Regions from separate parts of the Ovis aries genome. Here regions 2 and 3 are each linked to region 1. The links are chromatin contacts, called in public Hi-C maps. All regions are on one chromosome and are shown on one strand. Each heading gives the region's core, a stretch centred on a gene start, on an enhancer-like site or on the middle of the called end of the contact. The rest is flanking DNA. Distances are from core to core; before and after follow the strand shown. Region 1 holds the start of TRMT10B (tRNA methyltransferase 10B). Region 2 holds the start of SLC25A51 (solute carrier family 25 member 51). Region 3 holds the start of FRMPD1 (FERM and PDZ domain containing 1).

Region 1 (2,940 bases), core at 113-2,612:
AGGTTTAAGCTGAAACCAAAAGTGTGAGAAGGAGCCAGGCATTTAAAAAGTGAGAGAAAAGGGAACAGTACTTGCAAAGTACTGTTCAAATCATTGAAACATTTGGTGTGTTTTAATCATTTCAAGAAGATGGGTGTGATTGGAACACAGCAAGCTGGAAGAAGAGTGAAAGATAAAGTTGGAAGGGTATCCAGGAACCAAACTGTGCAAGGTCTTAGGAAGATTAGATTTAACCTTCAAGCACAAAGGGAAACCACTGAGAGGGAGTAAGGGACACCCATAATCATCTGGTAAATGGATGGGGGTGGAGCAGAGTGGGCAATGACACCAGCTGGGTGCTCTTTTCTGTAGGGAAGTGGTCACCAGCTCACAGGAAAGGTGTTCGGTACAGCTGAGTGCAAGGTGCATGAGTTGGTAGGTGTGGTGGGAGCCACTGAAGACCATTTTAGCCAATTTTCAAGTGCTGCTGAGTACAAAGCCAAGGCCAACTTCTGAGCAAAGAAGAGACTTTAGAGCTGGGTTTCAGAAAAAAGCCTTCTGGGGGAGGAAATCATGTTTGGTTTCAGTATTTTACAAGTTGTTCCACTGGCAGATAAAGGATGGATTAAGGCATGGACTGGGAGTGGGAGGTGCTGGAGAAGTTGTGGAAAGAAAAGAGGAAAACTGTGGGGCCAAGCACAAATCCAACAAGGCTGTGGTTTCTTGGACAGTAGATATTTCAGGCTCATTCAGGGTAGGGTCTCTCAAAAGGATGAGACATCTAAGGCTGAAGGAATAAGAGTGGCTGATAGTTTTTATCAGGCCAACGCTTGGACAAGACATTTTAGGTCTTCGAGAGTCATTTTCCCCGTGGATTTGTGAGATGAGATCAAGGAGGAAGAGTGGCCAGAGGCTAGATTCATTTGTGATTTGCCCAAGCCAGGATATCTGTTATCCTGGATGACCAGATTGTGGTGAGGGGAACTGTGTCATCCCGAGGGCTCTGCTGGTTATGGGGGAGCGAAGAGAGCCCAAGGGAAGGCAAGGTCCCCAGGATGCCATTTGAGGGGAGGTTCACGTCTGGTTTCAGTCCAGTTTCGCCGTGTTCAGACCTTAACAGCCATCAAAGCGCCTGGTCATCTGCAGCAGCGCTAGGCGGTAGGCAAGCTGTTGGGATTGTATCCCCAGCGAACAGGCAAGGAAATCGAGGCTCAGCGAGGCGCAGGAACCTGGTAGCGGGACGCAACTCCTTACTACCACCGAGCGCTTGGCAGCCTAAGCCCAAGCCTTGGCCGCACCCCGACCAGCCAGGCTGAAAACGACAGCTCCCAGAATGCTACTCGGAGAGGGAACCGGAAGTGGTGTTGGAGGCGGGACTTGGTGAGTGCCGCTTCCGCCGCGAGAGAGACTGGTTCAGGTACGTTGGGTATTTGTTGGCGGGAGGGATCGGGATGAGGGTCCGGCGTCCGATTGCAGCCTCGTTTGACCGTGTGGCAGAAGCCTGGTAAGCAGGCGCTCGCCCTGCACTTGTGTGACCCCAGACTCTTGATGCTGTTCCTTTCTGCTTCCCGTCGCTTTCGCAGCCTATGGGCCATACGGGGCCTCTGTCGGGGTACCCTGGAGCTTGGGGTCAGGGTGTTCTAATGCTGAAGGTGCCGGAGGAGGAGCCGGCTTTGGTAGCTAAAACCTAGAATGAAAAGCTAAGAGAAGAGTACAGAGGCTGGTGCATTACTTAGCGCCCAGAGATATATTCATCAGGTGAAATATGGGTTTGAAAAGTTCTGAGGGCTCCGTCAACTCAGAGATGGGGTGGAGTGAAGGATTTATGAATTCAGCAATTCTTTATTGAGCGTCTGTTACGTACGACGCGTGTTTCCAGGCATAGAGGATATAGTGAACAATACAAACATAACATTTATAGGAGTGGGGACGTTCAGACCAAAAAATAAGGAAGATGTGTGCCATGTTGGATAGGGAAGATTGGAATGTAGTGAGGAAGGTAGTAGTCGTATAATTATCCAGGGGAAGAGGATTGAGGTAGAAAAAACAGCAAGTGCAAAGACCCTAAGGTGCTATATCCTTGGTATATTTAAGAAACAGCAACAGCAAGTGGACCAGATAGTTCAGACAACAATAGATGATCATGAACAGTGTAGGCCATTGTAAGTGTTCAAGAAAATAATCAATAAGCAATCTATAATAGGAATAGAAGAGAGTTTTATTCTAGCCAAATCGAGGAGTGTAGCATGGGAGACATAAATTCAGGAAACGTTTGAAGTGTGTTCCACCAGACGACAAAATGGGAAAACCATATAAAGGTAAAAACTGCAAGGTTACAGTTAGTTACATGAGTTACTTATCATGAATTGTAATTGGAGCTGGCAAGAAATAAGGGTGCTTATTAGTAAGGATTGGTTAAGGTCTGAAATGGTTGCATAGTTATGAAAGGAGATCTTGAGACTGTAGGGTTGCAGCTGGCTGGTGTTATTCTGAATATGACTGATAGTGTCCTTGGGGGTCTGGTATAGTTCAAAGAAAGTTCAAGTTCTCAGTGGTGCAGAGACTTGCCTCAGACCACATCTTCAGTGGCCACCCAATTCCATTTTTGTCTGCCTGAACTCTTACTCCATTTTAATTTCAGTGGATCGTTACAGAGATTTACTTTTTCAAAGATACATGTTTCCTGTTATGTTGGTAGCACACTGGACTCAGAGGAGTAGCCATGAGCAAAGGTTATACCATTCTTAGTCTGCCACTTGGCTGTAGACTAGAACACTTCTTTTACGTATCTTCCTCAGGGATTTTGAACACCACTTTGAAGTTATTACACTAGCTACATGTGCTGTAACAATGATTCTTCGTGTTTTTCTACCTCTGCTCTTCTGATGGATATTACCCATTTCCTCTATGACTATGGCTTTCTGCTGCAGTAATATATAAGTCAGAGGAGGGAATATGTAG
Region 2 (3,087 bases), core at 531-3,030, 130 kb after region 1:
ATTTACAGCTTTTCCCCTCATTTCATCCTACACACCAGGATAGTGTGAACAGGTTCTCAATTTAGCAACAGAAGGAAGGCTAGTGTGCAGGATATTCTTCTGTAGCAAAATTTAAAATTTTGTATGTTTATCTAGAGTGTGAACATGACTAAGTTTCTTTGCTAAACTGATCTGTATATTTAAATTCTTTAACACAAATAATTCTTTGCAATTTATTGCAAAACTTATTTGCCATAATTTTACATTTGTTTCCTACCTAAAACACTCAACCTATGTCAACATTAGGAAACAAAGTTAATTAAGCTGACTTTCATTAAACTCCAAGAGTCAATCAAACTTCTGCGGCAGAAGAAAACAGTGTAAAGTCTAAATGCTCACTGTAATTTACAGCCCACGGGATAAGACCGAGATGTGAGCCAGCACAAAGGTCTTTGTGCAAAAACTGGGGAGAAAACAACTGTAATTCTCAAAGGATGTTGACTCCCACAAGTCAGCAGGTCTGAGTCAGCATTCAGAGCAAGATTAATCTGGGTTCTAGTCCTAGTTAGGACACTATCTTGCTACTATAAATACAAAGCAATGTCTATAATTTAAAAATTCCACTTCTCTAGGCTAACTTTAATCTACCAAAGGAGAGACCAGATAAATCCACTGCCTGTTAAAGGTAACAGCTTGTGATCTTTCCCTGGGATGCACTCGAGGTGACTCCAGATCCAAAGCGCCTAACCTGTGCTCTAGAACCACTAGCGGGCCCAACCAGTACTGACATCTTTTGATTTTATGGAATTCTTCAAAACAAGGGCACTACAGAGTTACTTTAAGGGCTTCTGTTTCACTGCTTGCAGGTGGGGATTAAGACCAGATGTGCACAGCTGTAAGTGGCAAAAAAGAAAAGCGTAAATACTGCTGAGGCATCGACACGCTCCACCTAGGTAAGCTACTAGATAAGCTTAGTAATTGGTACAGAGATGTTCAATTCACAACAATGCCCACCCCCACTTCCCTACCATCACGGTAAAAAACCAGCCTAGTACAACGGAGTTTCTCGCAACGCGAAGCAACATGGTGTCGCAGAACAAGCATTGTTTGGCAGGGTAGCTGAACTTACCGCTCCCCTGGCGTCCATTTCCCCGGTCTGTGGTTAAGTGGGAGGGGAGGGGAGTGGACCGGATCTTCCAGGCCTCTCCAGTCCCTGACATTCAACGGAACCAGAGGTCCTGGAACCCCAGGCCCCGCGATAGCAGGGGCCCTTCAGAGGTCCCAGCGCCGCTCTCCCGGGACTCAGGCAAAGCCCGGCCCCTCCCCGCCCAGCTCTCAGGGCTCGCCGGGAGGCACCTCCCCGCCCGGGGCGCGCCCAGATGAACGCAGAGCCTCCTCTGCCGAAAAGGCTCTTCCCAGCAGCCAGACGGCGCCCTCGGCCCGGAAAAGCCCGGTGGCGGGCGGCAGGGCAGGGAGCGTAGAGCTGGCCCCGGCGACTGCGGACCCCACCCGGGATGGCGCGCGCGGGAACAGCGGGGCGCACCGAGGGGAGGCAGCGCGCGCGCGCGCGGAAGGGGGTGGGCGCCGAGCAACCGAGCCAGAGGGCCGGGCAGACGGCCTCCTCAGAGCCTCCTTCGTGCTTCCACTCACGCACTCCACGCGGAGGTCGGGGGAACCCCGTGATTTCCTTTCGCCTGCCTCCCCACTCACCCATCGCCGCGGGCGCCCGGCTTCCACGCCCGGTAGCGGCCCGCCAGCAGGTTGGTGAGCCTGCGAGCCGGCGCAGGCGCAGACCTTGACCGACCCGGAGCTCTGGGCGGAGCGTGACGCGGTCGACGCCGCCGAGCCCGGTCACGTGAGGGAGACGCGGCCGCACCGCCTCTCGGTAATCCCGCGGAGGGTCAGGTGATGCCGCCCAAGTCCTGGCAGCGGTTTGCCGCCGCAGGGCAGGTGTAGGATCACCCATCACACCTGTCGTCAGGCTTTGGGATTCCGCTTGCTGGAATAGCGTACCCTTGGTGTATGGTGGCCTTGCGGTGCCACGAACAGCCAACGCTTTTGCTAGTGCACAGCCTGTGGGAGGACCACTGGGAATCGACAGTTGTGGATGGCAAGCTTGCACGTGGGCCTAGGCCTTCCAAGTCCCCATTTCACTACCCTTTGTATCATTGGTTAGATTTCATCAAATGCTTGGAGTTGCCTTTTGTCAGCTACTGATACTGCAGTTCACAAAACACCTTTAGAATATATAAATGTGTGTGCTCTAAAATAACAGATTATTTAAAAGCCCTGTTTCCTTCAATTTCAGACAACTTGCACGTCTCAGACTCCACTGCACTTGGAGTTAGGAGGCCTAGGTCAAATCATAGCGATCCTGAGCCCCAGACCTCTGAAAAGTAACACCTGCCTTGCATGCATCCCTTGGCCTTTGTAAGAATCACTGGGAATAATGATCTGACTCTTATCAACTGGAAGGCACACAGATGTGAGGGACCGAAGGAATTGGAAAGGTCAGCCTGGGAGCGAGGTCCTCTGGAGGATCATCAAGTATGTGATGGCTTACCAGGTGGCTCGTTGCTAAAGAATCTACCTGCCAATGTAGGAGGTGCAAGAGACACTGGTTCCATCCCTGGGTGAGGAAGGTCCCCTGGTGTATCTCTGGGTCAGGAAGATCCCCTGGAGTAGGAAATGAAAACCCACTCCAGTATTCTTGCCTGGAAAATTCCATGGACAGAGGAGCCTGGTGGGCTACAGTCCATAGGGTCCCAAAAAAGAGTAACACACAACTTAAAACTAAACAATAACAACATGCTCTTTACTTGGGGTTCGTCCAATAAGCAACTCCACTGGAGTGAAACAGGTTGGGTGGCTCTCCCTGGGCATTTCCCCTGAGAGCACTTTGTAGATACTGACTGCTTGAGCTGTATTGGACGAACCCCAATAAGCAACTCCACTGGAGTGAAACAGGGTGGGTGGCTCTCCCTGGGCATTTCCCCTGAGAGCACTTTGTAGATACTGTTTTCTCTTGGGGGAGCTTAGAGTGCAGTGAAGGCTGTAAAAGCAAAAACTCGGAAAATTCAGAAGCATGAGGGGCCTTTCCCCTTAAGA
Region 3 (3,282 bases), core at 760-3,259, 160 kb before region 1:
TAATATTTTTTGGACATGTCCTCTCAGGTGAAGGAAATAAAAACAAAAATAAACAAGTAGGACTACATCAAACTAAAAAGCTTTTGCACAGTGAGGGAAATTACCAACAAATGAAAAGGTCATGTACTGAATGGGAGAAGATATATGCAAACAGTGTTGCTGATAAGGGGTTCATATAGAAAACGTTCCAAGAACTCATACTATTCAACATCCCTTCCACCCAAGAAAACCTAATCAAAAAATGGGCAGACAATCTGAATAGACATTTTTCCAAAAAAGACATACTGATGATTAACAGGTACATGAAGAGATGCTCAACATCACTAGTCATCAGGGAAATGAAAATCAAGACGAGATATCACCTCACACCTGTAAGAATGGCTATTATCAAAAAAGACAACAAATAACAAGTATTGGTAAGGGTGTGGAGAAAGGAAACCCATATACACTGTTGGTGGGGACAAAAAATTGGCACAGCCACTGTGGAAAATAGTATGGAGAGTCCTCAGAAAATTAAACATGGAAATACCGTACAATCCAGTGATTTCACTTCTGGGTGAAAAGCATGAAAACACTAACTAGAAAAGATATGTACACTGCCATGTTCATTACAACATTATTTATAATAGCTGAGATACAGAAGTATCCTAAGTACCCGTTGATAGATGAATGGATAAAAAAGAAGTGGTATAAATACACAATGGAATATTACTCAGCCATAAAAAGAAGGAAATCTTGCCATTTCCAGCAACATGGATGGACCTAGAGGGCATTAAGCAAAGTGAAATCAGAAAGAAAGAAAAAGACAAATACCGCATGGTTTCACTTATAGGTAAAATTTAAAACAAACGAACAAAAAATAAAACAGAAACAGGGTCATAGATGCTGAGAACAAATTGATGATTGTTGAAGAGGAGGGGGTTTGGGAGAGAAGAGAAATAGGTAAGGGAGATTAAGAGATACAGAATTCTTGTGAAATAAATGTGTCGCACATATAAAATGTACAGTGTGGAGAATATAGTCAAGAGTTATATAATATCTTTTGGCGTACAGACCACATATTGCGGTGATCAGTCTGAAATGTACAGAACTACTGAGTCACTATTTTGTGTAACAGGAATTTACATAATCTTGTAGGTCAACTATACTTCAAAAACAAACGCATAGGAAAGGAGATAGGATTTGTGGTTACTGGAGATGGGGTGTGGCAGTGGGGTGATTGAATGAAAGCATTCAAAAAGTACAAACTTCCAATTATAAGATAAATAAGTTCTAGGGATGTGATATACAACATGAGAAATATAACACTGCTATATGTTATATATGAAAATTGATAAGAGAGTAAATCCTAAGAATTGTCAGCACAATGAAAAAAATGTTCTTTTTTATTTCTTTAATTTTGTATCTACATGAGATGGTGAATGTTCACTAAATTTACTGTAATAAGTTCGTGATGTATGCAAGTCAAATTAGTAAACTGTTTGAAGCATATATAGTGCTTTCTGTCAATTATATTATAGTAAAATTGGAGGAACTAAATTAAAAACAAATAAAATTAAAAATTAAGAAAAGCCTTCGCTAACTCTCCTGTGCTGGCTTAGCTGTGTGTCTGCATGATCTGTTCCTACTCCTGTGAGAGTGTCAGAGCACTGAGCACAGTGTCTTGCCACTGTGCATGTGCTCTTCTCTGTCCCTTAAAAAGGATAGCCATCATGTTTTGCTCATTTTTAATCTCATAGTACCTAGCAGATGGGAACTGTTCAGTAAGTGTCTCCTAGGTAAATGCTTGTTGTCAAATAAGTTGATTTTGAGGAATGGTATCAAAGCTTTTGTTGTTGGGTAACCTGAAATTGTAAGCCTAGAAAAGACTTAGAAGTCTGAGACATTATATATGACTCATAGGCTCTGCTTCCTTCTCAGCCTGATGGACTTGGAAGACATGCAATGACTGATACACGTGAACGTCACATGCATCCCTACACAGTGTGTATTTCCAAGTCACATGACACCCATTCCTCTGCAGGGAAAGAGCCCTGGGCCAGCTGAGCTAGGTTAGTGCACTATGGGTGAGCCTCACAGGCTGCTGGCACACCTCAAGAGGGTGTGGATTTTGTGTCAAGTGTAGGAAAGCCAACTAGGGCAGAGAGTATGAGAACCAGTTGGAAGAAGGATGACACCCCAGGGAGATGAGTCTCCTGCTCATCAGTTCTAGTCTCAACTCTTTCATTCATGAGCTGTGTGATCTTGAACAAGTGTTTTCCTTTTTGTAGGCTCCAGTGTCCCTGTTTGTAAAATGAGGGCTTGGATTGGCTGGTCTCTAAAGTCCCTTCCAGGATTGATGCTCTGGGATTCTGTGAAGTGTGAAGACTGCAGACATCAGTGGAAGGAAGCAGGTGAGTGTATATTAAGAGCATGTGGCAATCAGCCATCTGTTCCAGGCCTTCAGCAAAAAGGAGCCAAGCTAGTATACAGATTTACTTTAAGTCACCCTAGAAGTGGAGACATCTGAGGCACAATGGCTCACCATTGTGTCTTATGGATCTAGCTCAGGTCTGTCAGAAGGAAGCATTTCCAAGGATTGGAGTCGGGGTGGGTGGGTGGCAAAGCAGTGTTAGTTTTCACTTCATAATAAAATGATCACATTTGGGACAAGTTTTTATGTTTTTTTAGCCAATAGTTTTGATTAATTTTTTTGTACTGAAATTATCCCAAATTTGAGTGTTGGAAATGATGCAAAGAGTACCACCTGGAGCTTAGCTGGGAGAGGCCTGACAGCAGCGCAGTGTTTTTGAGACCTCATGAACTGTAGCCCACCAGGCTCCTCTATCCGTGGGATTCTCCAGTCAAGAATACTAGAGTGGGTTGCCATTCCCTTCTCCAGAAGTGTTTTTGAATGTAACTGTTAAGTGGATGAATTGAGGTGGGTTTTTTTTTTTTTTGAGTTTGAGGCTATGAACCATTGAGTCATAGAAACTCATAGAAACTTGCCTTAGCCAAGTGAAAAACATCCAGTTTCTTCTGAAGTCTTAAATAAGTGGTGCCTTTGATAATTAAATGAAAGATTCCTTGAGAAGCATAAAGAAAGGTATATATATATATGCCTAATTGAATAAATGCTTTATAACCAACTCTTACTAGGTCTAGTACACTGGTGTCAGAATCTCTGAGAGGTGTATGGAAACTCCCACCTTTGTTCCTGAAGTAACTGGAAGCACGTAGGCACAAGGTGTGCTCAGGAAGTCAACCTTCTGGCTCAGGATAACTCCTTTCAAGTCTTGTCCT

The links. A called contact is a pair of places that touch in the nucleus more often than the background predicts.
Region 2: a Hi-C map of liver shows a contact between it and region 1, with 5 times the contacts expected there. The contact joins the promoter of SLC25A51 here to the promoter of TRMT10B in region 1. A contact is called at or near these places in 5 of 16 Hi-C or Micro-C datasets (blood, liver, mixed tissues and 2 more).
Region 3: a Hi-C map of liver shows a contact between it and region 1, with 2.9 times the contacts expected there. The contact joins the promoter of FRMPD1 here to the promoter of TRMT10B in region 1. A contact is called at or near these places in 5 of 16 Hi-C or Micro-C datasets (hypothalamus, liver, mixed tissues and 2 more).

What each region holds. Positions count from the first base shown.
Region 1 is chr2:51,005,274-51,008,213 of ARS-UI_Ramb_v3.0, reverse strand. It overlaps TRMT10B (tRNA methyltransferase 10B), which reads left to right and starts at 1,362. Exons shown (of 9, transcript XM_012120824.4): 1 at 1,362-1,483.
Region 2 is chr2:50,873,816-50,876,902 of ARS-UI_Ramb_v3.0, reverse strand. SLC25A51 (solute carrier family 25 member 51) reads right to left here and starts at 1,780. Exons shown (of 3, transcript XR_009599199.1): 1 at 1,109-1,780. LOC132659163 (a long non-coding RNA gene) reads left to right here and starts at 843. Exons shown (of 2, transcript XR_009599201.1): 1 at 843-932.
Region 3 is chr2:51,167,574-51,170,855 of ARS-UI_Ramb_v3.0, reverse strand. It overlaps FRMPD1 (FERM and PDZ domain containing 1), which reads left to right and starts at 2,009. Exons shown (of 17, transcript XM_042243233.2): 1 at 2,009-2,051; 2 at 2,271-2,393.